Linked DNA regions of Mus musculus: region 2 is linked to region 1. The links are chromatin contacts, called in public Hi-C maps. All regions are on one chromosome and are shown on one strand. The core of a region is the stretch at or near the end of the contact, and the rest is flanking DNA. Distances in the headings are between cores, read along the strand shown.

Region 1 (6,537 bases), core at 1,823-4,322:
TCAGCTGTCATCGGCCTCAGGGAATTTTTTTTTTTTTTTTTTTTTTTTCCAACCAGGACTGAAAACCGGGCCAAGAAAACATGGGTCTGTAGAAGGCATTGTTCCCTGTGAGTCGGATGGCTTTTGCTTTTACTTTGGGCCTCAGGAAATGCTGTCTTTACCTTGAGTTGGAGATGAAAACTTGGACTTTCATTGCCCTAAGAAAACATTACCCCCCCACCCCCCCACCCCCCCAGCCCCTACCTCCCACCCCCGCACCGGTTTCCCAGTGGGCTAGTGTGTACTTAGGAGTTTACTTTCCAAAGTCTCATTTTAACAACAGTAGCTATAAAATCTCGCATCTGATGCCCCTGTATAGATGAAGACACAACACAATGCATTTGTGTGACCCAAGCGTGGAAAACACTCCTCGGTGTGTTCCTGGAAGCTGCAGGTCAGCACACATCTCTTTTGCCCGGAGTTCCCTGAGGCCAGAGCTTCCCGGCTTATTATGCAGATACCAGTGGCTACATTTGAAAGGTTCCCCCATGTCCTGCGAGACTACAGACTTTGGACTCATGAGCTCTCTGTCCTCCTAGGAGAGCTGTAAGATAAGACTATAGAGACAACCAGACTCTCACCCCCCAGCCTTAGGAATTCAGAGTCCTTGCAACCAGCTCTCACTAAACCTTCCGGGGTGGGGGTGGGGAGGACACAAAAGCGACCGCAGGTATAGATGGAGAGTCTGCTTGCCAGGAAAGAAAACAAAGCTAACAATCTTCTGCTGAAAAATGAGTTCATTTAGTATTGAATGGTAAGCTGGTCTTTCCCCAGACTTCTACCACAACGCAGTTCCCAACATGTCAAGCGCTGGAGTCCCAGAGTTCATTTCTAAGCTGTTTTCCAGTCCCCACCCGTCCACCGCCAGGGCTTCCCAAGCTGCGTTGCTGAGTGTCCCACACTCACCCACCACGCTGTCTACTGATTGCTGCCTCTCTTCCTGGCAGGTCTCCACCTTTTTGATTTTGATATTCCCAACCGCCAAGACGGTGCCCACCTAAAGAAGCCCAGAGAACATATACGTGTTGGACCGCAAGTGGGGTCCCTGAAGCTTATTTCTCTGATGAAATTCATTGCAGACTGGAGGGGAAGGGTTATGCTTCTCACATGACTACATGTTGGAACTCACAAACATGCGTGGAACCCATCCCTAGCCTACTAAGGCTGCTAATAAGCTATCTGGAGGCATGGGCTGCCAGCAGTGGGTGGGGCAACAGAAATTTTTCTTCCAGTCCCTACGCAGGGAGTGTGGTTAAATTTAGATGGAATTTTACCTGGGACAGAGTTCAGTGCTGGTTCCTTCCAGATTTCCCTGCTCTGTGTCCCATCCCCCACACCTCCCACCCGCGAACATGGCTGTCTCCATGCTTCATGCTGAAATTCTACTATAGATCTGCAGTCCGGAATTTTTCCTGTTCTCTACACAGAAGTATTGCTTCCCCAGAACAGCTGAGCACAGTTTACTAACTTTTAGGAGGGAAGCGGTCTGTTGGGAGTGCTTCTTGCTACTTTGTTAATGATTGCCAACTATCCCTTCAGCTGCACCCAATCACCTATGCCAGGTGGGTAGGAGTCTTCAGAATAGTTGGTAAGGCTGTGAGATTTAAAGACAGACCTGGATTTGGGTCCTGATTCTACCTCTAATTTACAAGGTCTAGTCATGTGACTTCTTTGAGCCTCATCTGTAAAATAGGAATCATTATAAAGAAAAAATATGTATAATACTTTTGTGACTCTGGTAATACACCCTGTATCAGTCAGAGTGTGAAGGACTTTTCCTTTATGGATTCTTTTTTTTTTTTTTTAATTCAGTACAAACCACAAAGTATACATTTCTAAATATCATAAAGGAGAGTAACATTTCAAGAGATTTGAAATTATGATCGATTCCTTCCTTCCTTCTTCTCAAACTGCTGTGAAGCCAGTATGCGACCTGATGTGAGTGTCTGGTTGTGTGGATGGGAGAGGGAGAGTGGTCTGCCCTAGGATGCGACTTTCAGAGCTAAGTAAGGATGCTGCCCAGTCACCCGCGGCTGAAGATGGATCCCGGGAGTCCGTTCCCTTCTTTAATTCCCGTGTCCACAGCTTCCTCTCTTTCTCTGCCTTGACTTTATGAATCTGCAAGTGGTCCAAGATTCCCCCCACCCTCCCTTTCTTTCCTTTCCTTTTTTTTTTTTTTTTCTCTCCACACAGCTCACAACAGCTGCAGGGTAGTGGGGGTCGGCGGATGGTGGCAGCTGTTTGCACGTATGGGTTCTCTGTCATTTCCCTGTGTAAGGCAGGGGCTGTTTGTATATATCACAAGCCGCCACCTGGCAAGATGTTTGGTTCCATCCATGTTTGAAAGTTTTGCGCATGGGATCATGAATGCAGAGGGTAGGAGGAGCCTTGAGATCTGGGTTCCAGACCCTTGCTGCCTTTCAGTCTTAGTTACTAAGCATCCCACCCCGGTCTAGTTACAGCCTCCTGTGTATACTCACTGTCTAGAGCAAAGAGTGCTCTTTATCCTACGCAGTTAATTCTCAAAGGCTTCGCGATTGGTTTGTATATGGCGTTTTCATTTAAAAACCATTGTAAGTGAACATCAAAATAAATTTAGGAAGGGGCAAGCAGTATGTTCATTGCTACCTATGAGGCAATTCAGGATTTTGAGCCTAAAAACCTTTAAAAATATATCATGCCGTCGCCAAGAGGAAGAGGCAGGACCCATGAGCAGGACCTTTGTATTTACGTATTTACCTTACTACTGAGGTTTGCACAACTGTCTCATATCTTCGGAGCAACTGGGCTCCAGTGGAGAGTGTCCTGTTCTGTTTAGTGTGGGAATAACTGAGGCTCAAAGAAAAGAACCATTAAGGATTTGTCTGGACCCTACAGGCGGGCGGGCGGGCGGGCAGGCAGGCGCTGAAAGCAAAATTTAATCCCGCATCTGTTTTTCTGTTTCTGTTTCTGCTAAGACACAGGCTTTTGTTATGCAGCACTGGCTGGCTCTAGATATGCGGACCAGATAGTTCTTGAATTCAGAAACCTGCCGGCCTTTGCTTCCAGAGTGTGAGGATTAAAGGTGTGCACCACCCAGACCTGGCTCAAGCCTCTTCCTCAGAATGCCACTTGCTTAAACACACATCATCACGCAAAACAAAGAACCCAAATACTTGAATCTTCAGGGTCCCATGCATTACTGTTTATTGAAAAATGTCACTAACAAAAATTCAACTTCGGAATCACATTCACTAAATTCCACCTTGCTCAAACTTTTTGAGCACTTTTCTGTTCATTTTCAAGACAGGGTTGGTTTCTTTCTGTAAACCAGGATAGCTTCAAACTCATAAAGATCCACCTGCCTCTGCCTCCCAAGTGCTGGCATGAAAGATGTATAACACCACTACCCCGCTAAGCACCCTTGAACTTTCCTGCCTGTGAGGCATTGTTTTGCTTCTTAGACTTTTCTTTTCGGCCCATTGTTTAAAATGTAGTCCCCACACCCCACCGCCACACCTTTCCTAAATGTCTCCACTTTAATGCTAAGCATAGGCATTTGGAGCGAGGGTAGCAACCTTGGAATAGATAAGAAAGATCCGGAGAGAAGCCTGTCACCCGCTCCATCTCCTGTGCAGGCTGCAGAGCCAGGGTCGTTCTGTGTGCAGTCATTATCCATTGCTCCTGGCTCACTCTTGTCCACTAGGCCTGTCTAATCCACTCCTCATTCTCAAGTGCTCTAACACACACACACACCTCTATACTCCCTTGGGCTTGGGAAATACTTGCTTTGTTTCCTAAATACTCAGGATATAGTAGGTACTTAGCAATTGTATAGTAAGTGCTGGAATGTGCGTATGGACAAAAGAACAAATGAATACTATACTCTCACAAGTAGTTTACATTTGAAGGAGAGCAGATATGAGGTTGGCTCTTTTGGGTCCCTGTTGGGATCTAGCCTAGCAACCTTCAGTGCTTTTTTAAAAAAAAAAATAAAAAAAGTGGCCTGTTTTAGGCAAATAGCCATCTTCCCCAGCATCATCTCCCAGCATCTATTTCGAGAGACGAAACTTATTTCAAAAGAAACATTTACAACTTTAACTATCCCAAGGGACCATAGATGCCTTTGGTTTCAGGAAACTTGTCAGTGTGGCTGAATAGAGGGAAGCACGGTGCTAAGCAGAACGTGAGGAGAGCTGAAGGAAGCCGAGGCTTCAGCAGCCCAGAGGAGGAGCTTGCTCCTAGAACAGATAGCGATTGCAGACCATGCTTCGTCTTCAGCTGTGTCAAGTATGATCTCATCAGAGAGAAGGAGAGACGATAGAACACTCTAGGCAGAGAGTTACATGGCGAAGGAAGGAAATGGTTATTCCACACATCCTGAGATAGGAGCGTCCAAAGAGAATTTATTTATTTATTTATTTATTTATTTATTTATTTATTGAGCCAAGAGCAGGCAGGCGCTCACAGCAGAATGCTTACCTAGCATGTGTGGGGCCCTGGGCTCCAGGCCCAGTACCCCACACATACAAGTCTTGAACTGAGGCATATGCAAGGTCCCCCATGACCAGTATGACACGGATGACCCGGTAGTCACTCACCTCAGCAGTTGTGGGTAAAATAATCCAGTCATCTTGAAGAGAAGCTCTCAGCCTAGGCCCCTCTGGAAACAGGTCTTGAGATGCCCTGGAAAGAGGCAGTGTTGTCCACCCGTGTGTAGGGGACACTGGGCTTATAGCAAAGGAAGTGAAAGCGTCCGTCCGAGAGGGGGAAAAACTGAACATTCCCAGTAAGGGTAAAGTGCAGACACAAGCCGTTTTCCCAGTGTGGGTTGGAGGCGTTAGGAAGTTTCTTGATGGTGGAGTCTCTATAAGAACAAACAGGACTCAGTCACCCTTTCTTCTTTTCCCTCCCTCGGTACATCCTGAAACCTGAGGCCTGTTTTTGTTTTGTATTTTTTGTTCTTGTTTTTCAAGGCAGGGTATCTTTGTATAGGCCTGGCTGTCTTGGAACTCACTCTGTAAACCAGGCTGGCCTTGAACTCAGAAATGCGCCTGCCTCTGCCTCCCAAGTGCTGGGATTAAAGGCGTGCGCCACCAGTGCCCAGCTTGTTTTGTTTTAATAGTCTAGAAATAAATTACTGGGGGAGAAAGAGACTAAGACGTACTACAGGTCATTCAGGCCAGCCTGCTTTGCTTTTGTGTTTAGAGGTCGCGTTGCACGTTCTAACCAGTTATTTCTATTGACATAAAACTGGTGAGTGAATATTGGGTCCTCCAAATCCTAGCTGGAAACTTACCCATCATTTGGGATGATTTTCAGGCCTGTGGCTCTGGTAGCTGAGGTACAGTGATGTGACATGACATTCAGAAGTTGCACTAAACCTATAGCATGCTATTCCCCATGGTATCCTATCCCCAAACTCAGCTTCTTTAAACAGAGGTGCATCTGGGTACAACATAGTTGTTCCTTTCTGAGTCTTGCAGGCTTCTAGCTCACTAGCAGGCACAACAGATACTTCATCTGGAGTGGGTGATGGAAAGGGGCGGTCTGCTGGCTTTGGAGTTGAAATTGTGGTGCAGTCTCCTCCCATAGGCCAGGCATTCTGCAGTAACCATTGAACCACACAATGTGGAGCTTAACTATGCACAGTGGCATAGAGCTGTGACGTGAAGAAGCAAGGTGACATTTATCAAGTCACTGAATCTCTGTGTGGCTCAGTTTGCGCTGTACGATAGGAATGATGGTGATGCCTCTTTCCTAAGGCTGTGGGAAGGATTAAGTAAACGAATCCTTGTAAAGCACCTAGACCTGGCCTGGGTAATGACAAGCTCTCTCTCATCAGCACCACTGTGAACTATGGTTTCATCTTCTTCTCCCAGCCAACAATGACCATGTCACAGGGCTGGAACACTTAGGGATTTCAAACACATGACTAGTTCAAGAAGGGAGATGACTAAATTAGGAGTACAACCTCAGTCAGACTTCTTGGGTTCTCTGTAGCTCCTGCTAAGAAACATAATACAGACCACGTGTTCACTGGCCTTGGTATAGGTGACCAGTTTGCCTTGGTTTTCCTGGGGCTTTGCCAGCGGTAACATGGCAAATACCATGCCCTGTAAAACCTACTCTAGACATGCTCAGTTGGCTGTTCCCTGGGGCCTCTGGGGTCATTGCCCTTTCCAGGGTTCACTAATGACCATACCTTTGAGCGCTGCTTCCTAACTTCATGTGACCATTAGAGAGTGAATGGATCGTGCGTCACTACTTTGGAGCAGGTCAGTGGTTGTCACAGAAAAGACTGATGGCTTTGCTTTGCTAACTCTTCCTCAAGCCTTCCTCACTAGCGCTATTTAGTCTTCTTCTCCTATTTAGTCTTCGTCTCTAGGCCGAGAAGGTGACCAAGCCCCAGTCCATCCAGTGTACTAAGGTGGAGCAAATCATTTGTTTTTTTCTTTTTTCATTCTTCCATTCTTTGTTGTTGTTTAAAAAAAAAAAGTTGTGGTAGCTTATAGATTT
Region 2 (6,537 bases), core at 1,518-4,017, 200 kb before region 1:
ACATTTACCTTAGCTGTCAATGGAGTCGGAAATCCAGGGAAAGATAAACTATAATCTAGGAGTCATGTATTAATTACATGACTCAGCAAGCCTTCCTGAGAGCTGCGTCTTTCCACAACAGAGAGGGCACGCCTATCCTACTTCCCCTGACCCCAGCCTTTAAATTCCCTACTTTTTGAACTTTCTCGAGTCAAGAAGCAACACTAGTGAAGGATTGGTGACCCGTCCAGCAGGTCCAGTTATTCGAGGGTCTTGAGGGGACCTTCTCCTATGAACCAAATGGGGGGAGAGAAAAGACAGACACCAAGTGTGAGGAACTACATGGAACTATTCTGAATAGCATCAAGGTGTCACTGTATTAGCAAGGCTCAAGGCTTAAATGCACAAGCAAAAGGGGAAGTACTTCTCAGCAGGAGGAATGGGGCAGCAGAAAAAGAGGAAGTACTTCTCAGCAGGAGAGATGGGGCAGCGGGAAATTTTTTCTTTTGGCGACTACATGGGGAAGCAGGAACTTGGTGGTATCAGGGTGTGGTCAGAACATCCGGAGCTGACTTTGGGCTGGAACAATCTGTGGTTGTTCTCGGAGCAATGTGTCGGTGGCCTGCTTTTGACCCCCTTTTCTTCTCGGGGGGGGGGGGGGGTGGGAGGGAGGCCCAATTCAGAGATCAGGACAATTGTGTTGTCTTAATAGCTCCCAACAGATTGGGTCTTGCTCATGCTTTTTCAAGAAGAGAGCCAGGCTCATTCCAGTTGACTTTAAGCATCTGCACCACAAAGAACAACATCATCAGAATGAAGAGACAGCTCACAGGAAGGGAAGCAACCTGGCAGGGGACAAGTATCCAAATATACAAAGAACTGCAAGAATGCTGGATGGTGGTGGTGCACACCCTTAATCCTAGAACTCAGGAGGCAAAGGCAGGCAGAACTCTTGATTTTGAGGCCAGCCTGGTCTAAAGAGTGAGTTCCAGGACAGCCAGAGCTACACAGAGAAACCAAGTCTAAATCAATCAATCAATCAGTCAGTCAGAAAAAAGAAAACCCCTCACAGTCTTGTCCATGGACAATCTAATGGAGGAATTTTCTCAATTGAGGTTCTCTTCCCCATAACTCTAGCCTCTGTCAAGCTGACAAAGAACTAGTCAGGGCAGGATGTATCATGAGACAGGAGGAGAGAGCCTAGAGAGGTGCTAAAGTAGACCGGGACGCTAACTGGGAGGGAAAAGCACTAGGTTGGGGGAACATGTGCAGGCAATGGAAGGAGATAAATGAGAACAGAGTCCAATGACATGCATGTGTGAAGATGCAATGGTACACTTTTCACACTGACTAGTGCGAACCTTTGAAAGGAAAAGAACCATTTCAATGGCAAGCCCCTTACACACATTGTAGGTATTTTCTTGTGAGAGGGAGAGTGCCAAAGCACAACTGAGAGACTTTAGAGATGGTGACACGGGCCAGTCCCCTGAGACACAAGACAAGGGTGGAGGTGTGTGTGTGTGGGGGGGGGGGGGGATCTTGGGTCAGCATCACCACCACCTGGAACGTCTATAAAATGTCACTTCTTAAGCCCAACACAGCCTTCCTGATTCAGATACTGTGGGAGTGAAGCCCAGAAACCCTCAGGTGAGTCTTCAGGTAAGACATATACATATATATATATATACATATATATATATATATATATATATATATATACATACATATATATATGCATATAGATATTGATATATAGATATATATCCAGTATAACTATCATTATAAGGCAGGTGGGTCCAAACATCTGTTCTCTGTGCCTAACCTGTCCATTTCACACTCAAAAGTAGGATCTGTGATGGTTTGTGACACTCCAGTTCTGAAACTGGGTTAGCACAGCACATGGACGACCTTCCCCACTACTGACCACAGGGAGGCAGCAGAGAGTCACATGAGAGTCCACACAGAGCAAGAAGACCCCGCCTGGACTCCATCACCCTGTAAACTGGTGTCACTTCAGAAGCTGTGCTCGAGTCCAGCCCTGTACGGGGATTTGATGACTCTCCTTGGGATCCAGGTTTCCATCCCAACACAGCAGAACTTTGGAATGAGCGTAAACCTAGAGGGCAACTTGCCCTGGCAAGGTGAGGTTGGGTTGCAAGCAGAAATTAGGAATTGTCAGAGGTCTTGGGGAGCCTCCAGCCTCATGAGGCAGTGGTTCTCTCCGATGATAGGATGAAAAGACGCTAGGGTTGGGGGAGGTGGATTAGCTAATAAAGTGTTAACCACACAACCACGAGGACCTGACTCAATCCCACCACTCACACAAAAAGAAAAATGAATAAATGAATACATGAATGAATGAACAAGCAAATATGTAGTCTTGGGCACATGGCTACAATCTTAGTACTGGGGAGGCAGAGACAAGAGGGCTTCCTGGGACTAGCTGGCCAGCCAGAAGGTACTAAGACATCTCTTTCCCTTATTCAAATTAGAAGGACATGCTCCTGGTTCCAGGTGCTGCTCAGGGGCTTGAGGGGGACAGCATCTGGAGCCCCCAGCAAGCCTAATCCTCGGGACAGTGCTCTGCTGCTCCAGGTGAGCCCTGTTTCTTGTCGATCAAACCTCTGAGAAAGCTAGGCTGATTCCAGCCCTAAAAACCCTGGCTCCAGACTGCTAATCAGAAACTGCCCCATCACCTGACCTTCAGCAAGGACAAAGGGCCAGCAGTTTCCAGCCTCCACACCAGGGGAATGGAATGTCCTTAGAGTTGAAGTAAGACAAAGCCCACCAACCCCGGGATTCCTCAGAAACAGCTTGCAGTCACCACGCCCTGGTAATGGTTTCGGAATGCCTAGAGATAAAGTAGACAAAGCCTGCCTTCCACAGAATTCCCCTAATGTGCTATAAACTGGGCCTGCAAGCTCACTTGGGGGGTGAGGATGCCTCTTTATCTTGGTAATGGGAGACCCCAGCATGCTGGACTTCTGCAGATTAAAAACACTCTTTGCATTTACATACTATTTAAGACTGGGGCATCATTCTTCAGTCAATCGCGGAACCTTACTTCCCAACCAAGATCACTGAGGAAAAAGATTTTGACGGGCAGTGGTGGCGATCGCCTTTAATCCCAGCACTTGGGAGGCAGAGGCAGGCAGATTTCTGAGTTCGAGGCCAGCCTGTTCTACAGTTAGTTCCAGGATAGCCAGGGCTACACAGAGAACCCTGACTCGGGGGGAGGGGGAGGGATGGGTAACGAAAAAAAAAAATGATTTCGTTATTTTGTTAAGGTGGAAAAAAATTAATGGAATGTAAGGTTTTAAATATAAGAGAGAGAGAGAGAGAGAGAGAGAGAGAGAGAGAGAGAGAGAGAGAGAGACCTGTTCATTTCTCGATCCTTCTGGTGTTTTGTAATGAGGTGGCATCTTATCGGGGGGGGGGGGGGGGGGCATGCTGAGGATCCCGCCCCCAGTACCAGCCATACGCCTGGTCTAGTATAAAATGAAGTTTATTTGGGGCACGAGAAGGGGGGTGAGAATTGAGTGGAGGCAGAGAAAGCGAGGGGACAGAGCACAGAAAGAGAGAGAGAAAGGGTGGGTGGGAGCCAGGCAGGAACATGGAGGGAGGGCAGAGAGACGGAGTGGAGGAGGAAGAGGAGAGAGAGGAGAGGAAGAAGAGGAAGGCGGAGGGGGAAGAAGAAAAGAGAAGACAGGGAAGGCGAACAGTCCTTTTGCAAGCCAGGCTCACACCTGGCTGATGGTAGGTAACTGCTGGGCGGAGCCTAGAAGAAATGCATGCAGGGCCAAATTCTTTACCTCAGGACTGGGTCCACTCAAAGTTTTCTGTCACCCTCAAATCTTTGACTTATTTAAACTATACTTTTCCCAGTCACTTGTGAAACTAAAGGTTTAAAGAGGCACGGAGAAGTGAGGCTATCAACAAAGGTTAGATGAAGGGCTGTACCTGAGCCAACCCTTATCCAGGCACTGCTCCACTCTTCTCCCTGACACCTCCCACTGGCCTGTCTGGAGCTGAGCAAACACTCAGTTTCTGACCACTCAGGGCCACAATCCTAGACCTTCCTCCCACGGAGTGCCTCCCTGAGCGAGCAAACGCAAGGCTCCTGTTTGTTCCAGTGGACACCTGAAGCAGGGTCCCCAGTTCCCCATCCCCGCCAGTTAGTAAACCCAGGTGGGCTTCAATAAATCAAGCCCATATAAATAGAAGAGACAGGTGAAAAACGGAAGGGGGTGGTGTCCAAAAACGGTTAAAGGAAAATCGTCGAACATGGAACAAAAAGGGAAAGGATGACTATGATGAAGAGGAGAAAATTAAAGAGCGGACCTGGGATGGAGGGTGGGGGAGGGGTCCGACGGGTGGGAATCCCCGAAAGAAGAGCAATGAGGTTTCATCACTGGGAGGTATTGTCACACCCCAGTAACTACCTGGTCAACCTGGTCATGTGTGTTGGGAGCGGGGTGCACAGAAGCGCATATGATGTATATTACTGTGTGACAACAAACGAAAAAGAATCTTAAACAATAATCCTAAAGTTTTCCAGAAAAGAAAATAAATAAAACCAAAGGTGTAAACAAAGAAAACAGGGGGAGGGTTATACAATGTATACAAGTGTACAGCTAAATATTTGGGACGTTAACTATGATGGATTTTAGCCAGGCCGGGCAGTGGTGACTCATGCCTTTAATCCCAGCACTCGGGAGGCAGAGGCAGGTAGATTTCTGAGATCGAAGCCAGCCTGGTCTACAGAGTGAGTTCCAAGACAGCCAGGGCTACACAGAGAAACCCTGTCTCAAAAAAAAAACAAAAATTTAAAAAAACCAAACTATTTTAGATTTTAACCAAGTGTAAGTTATTCCCTGTTGATCTCCAGTGCTATGACCTGTGTCAGACACACACAGCAACTTTGAATTGTTGGAGCATTGTGAAATAAAGAGTTGGATGTGAGGTGGATGCTCACAGTCATCCATTGGACTGAGCACAGGGTCCCCAAGGCAGGAGCTAGAGAAAGGTCTGACGGAACTGAAGAAGTTTGCAGCCCGGTAGGAGGAACAACAATATGAACCAACCAGAGCTTCTGGGGTCTAAGCCACCAGCTAAGGAATACACATGGTAGCGGATAAGTGCGGAAGATACATTTGAAACAAAGTGTCAGACTTAACTGGAAGGTTCACTGCTTCCATCCTGAATGCCAGCTGTGCAAGTTCATTACGTTGGTTGTATAGTCTTTGGGTCTGGTCAGTTTTGGTATGTATTTTTACATGTATTTCCAAGTTTTTTAAAATAAAATAATAAAGTAAAAAGATTAGCAGAAAGTACTCATGTTGGTAAATGCTGAGAAACAAAATTTACCTGAAAGTATGAAAATAAAACAAAGCAGCCTATGGGGCACTCTGTGGCCAGACTCTGCTCTTAAAGGAAGGACTGTGCTTTTCCTGGGGTTCATGAGTGCATAGTTTTCCCTCACTTTACTTTCTTCACAGCTGTCTTAGTCCGGGTTTCTATTCCTGCACAGACATCGGGAACAAGAAGCAAGTTGGAAGGAAAGGGTTTATTCGGCTTACACTTCCACATTGCTGTTCATCACCAAGGAAGTCAGGACTGGAACTCAAGCAGGTCAGGAAGCAGGAGCTGATGCAGAGGCCATGGAGGGATGTTCTTTACTGGCTCGCTTCCTCTGGCTTGCTCAGCCTGCTCTCTTATAGAACCAAGAGTACCAGCTCAGGGATGGCACCACCCACAAGGAGCCTTTCCCCCCTGATCACTAATTGAGAAAATGCCTTACAGCAGGATCTCATGGAGGCATTTCCTCAACTGAAGCTCCTTTCTCTGTGATAACTCCAGCCTGTGTCAAGTTGACACACAAAACCAGCCAGTACAATGTCCAACTCTTTTTTTTTTTCTGTAAATTAGATATTTTCTTTATTTACATTTCAAGTGTGGTTCCCTTTCCTAGTTTCCCCTCTGAAAACCCCCTATCCCATTCTCCCTCCCCCTGCTCACCAACCCACCCACTCCTGCTTCCTGGCCCAGGCATTCCCCTACACTGGGGCATCAAGCCTTCTCAGGACAAAGGGCCTCTCCTCTTATTGATGCCCGACAAGGCTAGCCTCTGCTACATATGTGGCTGGAGCCACGGGAGCTGAGAGTTCTACATCTTCATCTGAAGGCTGCTAGTGGAAGACTGGCTCCCAGGCAGCTAGGACAAGGCTATTAAAGCCCACACCCACAGTGACATACCTACTCCAACAAGGCCATACCTCCCAACAGTGCCACTCCCTGGGCCGAACATATACAAACCATCACTCCTTCCTCTCCACACCCTCTCCAACATTGTCGTATTTGTTGATGATAGACATTCTCACTGGGGTGAGGTGGTATTTCAAAGTAGTTTTAGTCTGCATTTCCCTGATGACCTGGGACATGGAATACTTTTTTTTTTTTTGGGTGGGGGGCGCATTGGTCATTTATTTGTCTTTTTTGAATGCTGTCTATTCAGTTCACTTCCCCATTCATCAATTGGCCATCTTATTTCCTTGGGAC

The links. Hi-C and Micro-C count contacts between places; a contact is called where the count stands out from the background.
Region 2: a contact with region 1 is called in a Hi-C map of embryonic stem cells, with 4 times the contacts expected there. The contact joins two enhancer-like sites. A contact is called at or near these places in 7 of 484 Hi-C or Micro-C datasets (all in embryonic stem cells), 7 of 115 datasets of contacts at active chromatin or transcription factors (astrocytes and embryonic stem cells) and 2 of 9 other capture datasets (adipose tissue and embryonic stem cells).

The regions. Positions count from the first base shown.
Region 1 is chr5:53,464,311-53,470,847 of GRCm38.p6, reverse strand. No RefSeq gene overlaps it. Among named protein-coding and RNA genes, the nearest start is that of Gm40304, 80 kb to the left of the region's middle. Within about 2 kb of position 3,072, at least 21 of the 459 cell types and tissues checked have an H3K27ac peak or open chromatin away from gene starts, as enhancers often do. A contact at or near this core is called in embryonic stem cells, where this site is marked.
Region 2 is chr5:53,667,936-53,674,472 of GRCm38.p6, reverse strand. No RefSeq gene overlaps it. Among named protein-coding and RNA genes, the nearest start is that of Cckar, 36 kb to the left of the region's middle. Within about 2 kb of position 2,767, at least 28 of the 459 cell types and tissues checked have an H3K27ac peak or open chromatin away from gene starts, as enhancers often do. A contact at or near this core is called in embryonic stem cells, where this site is marked.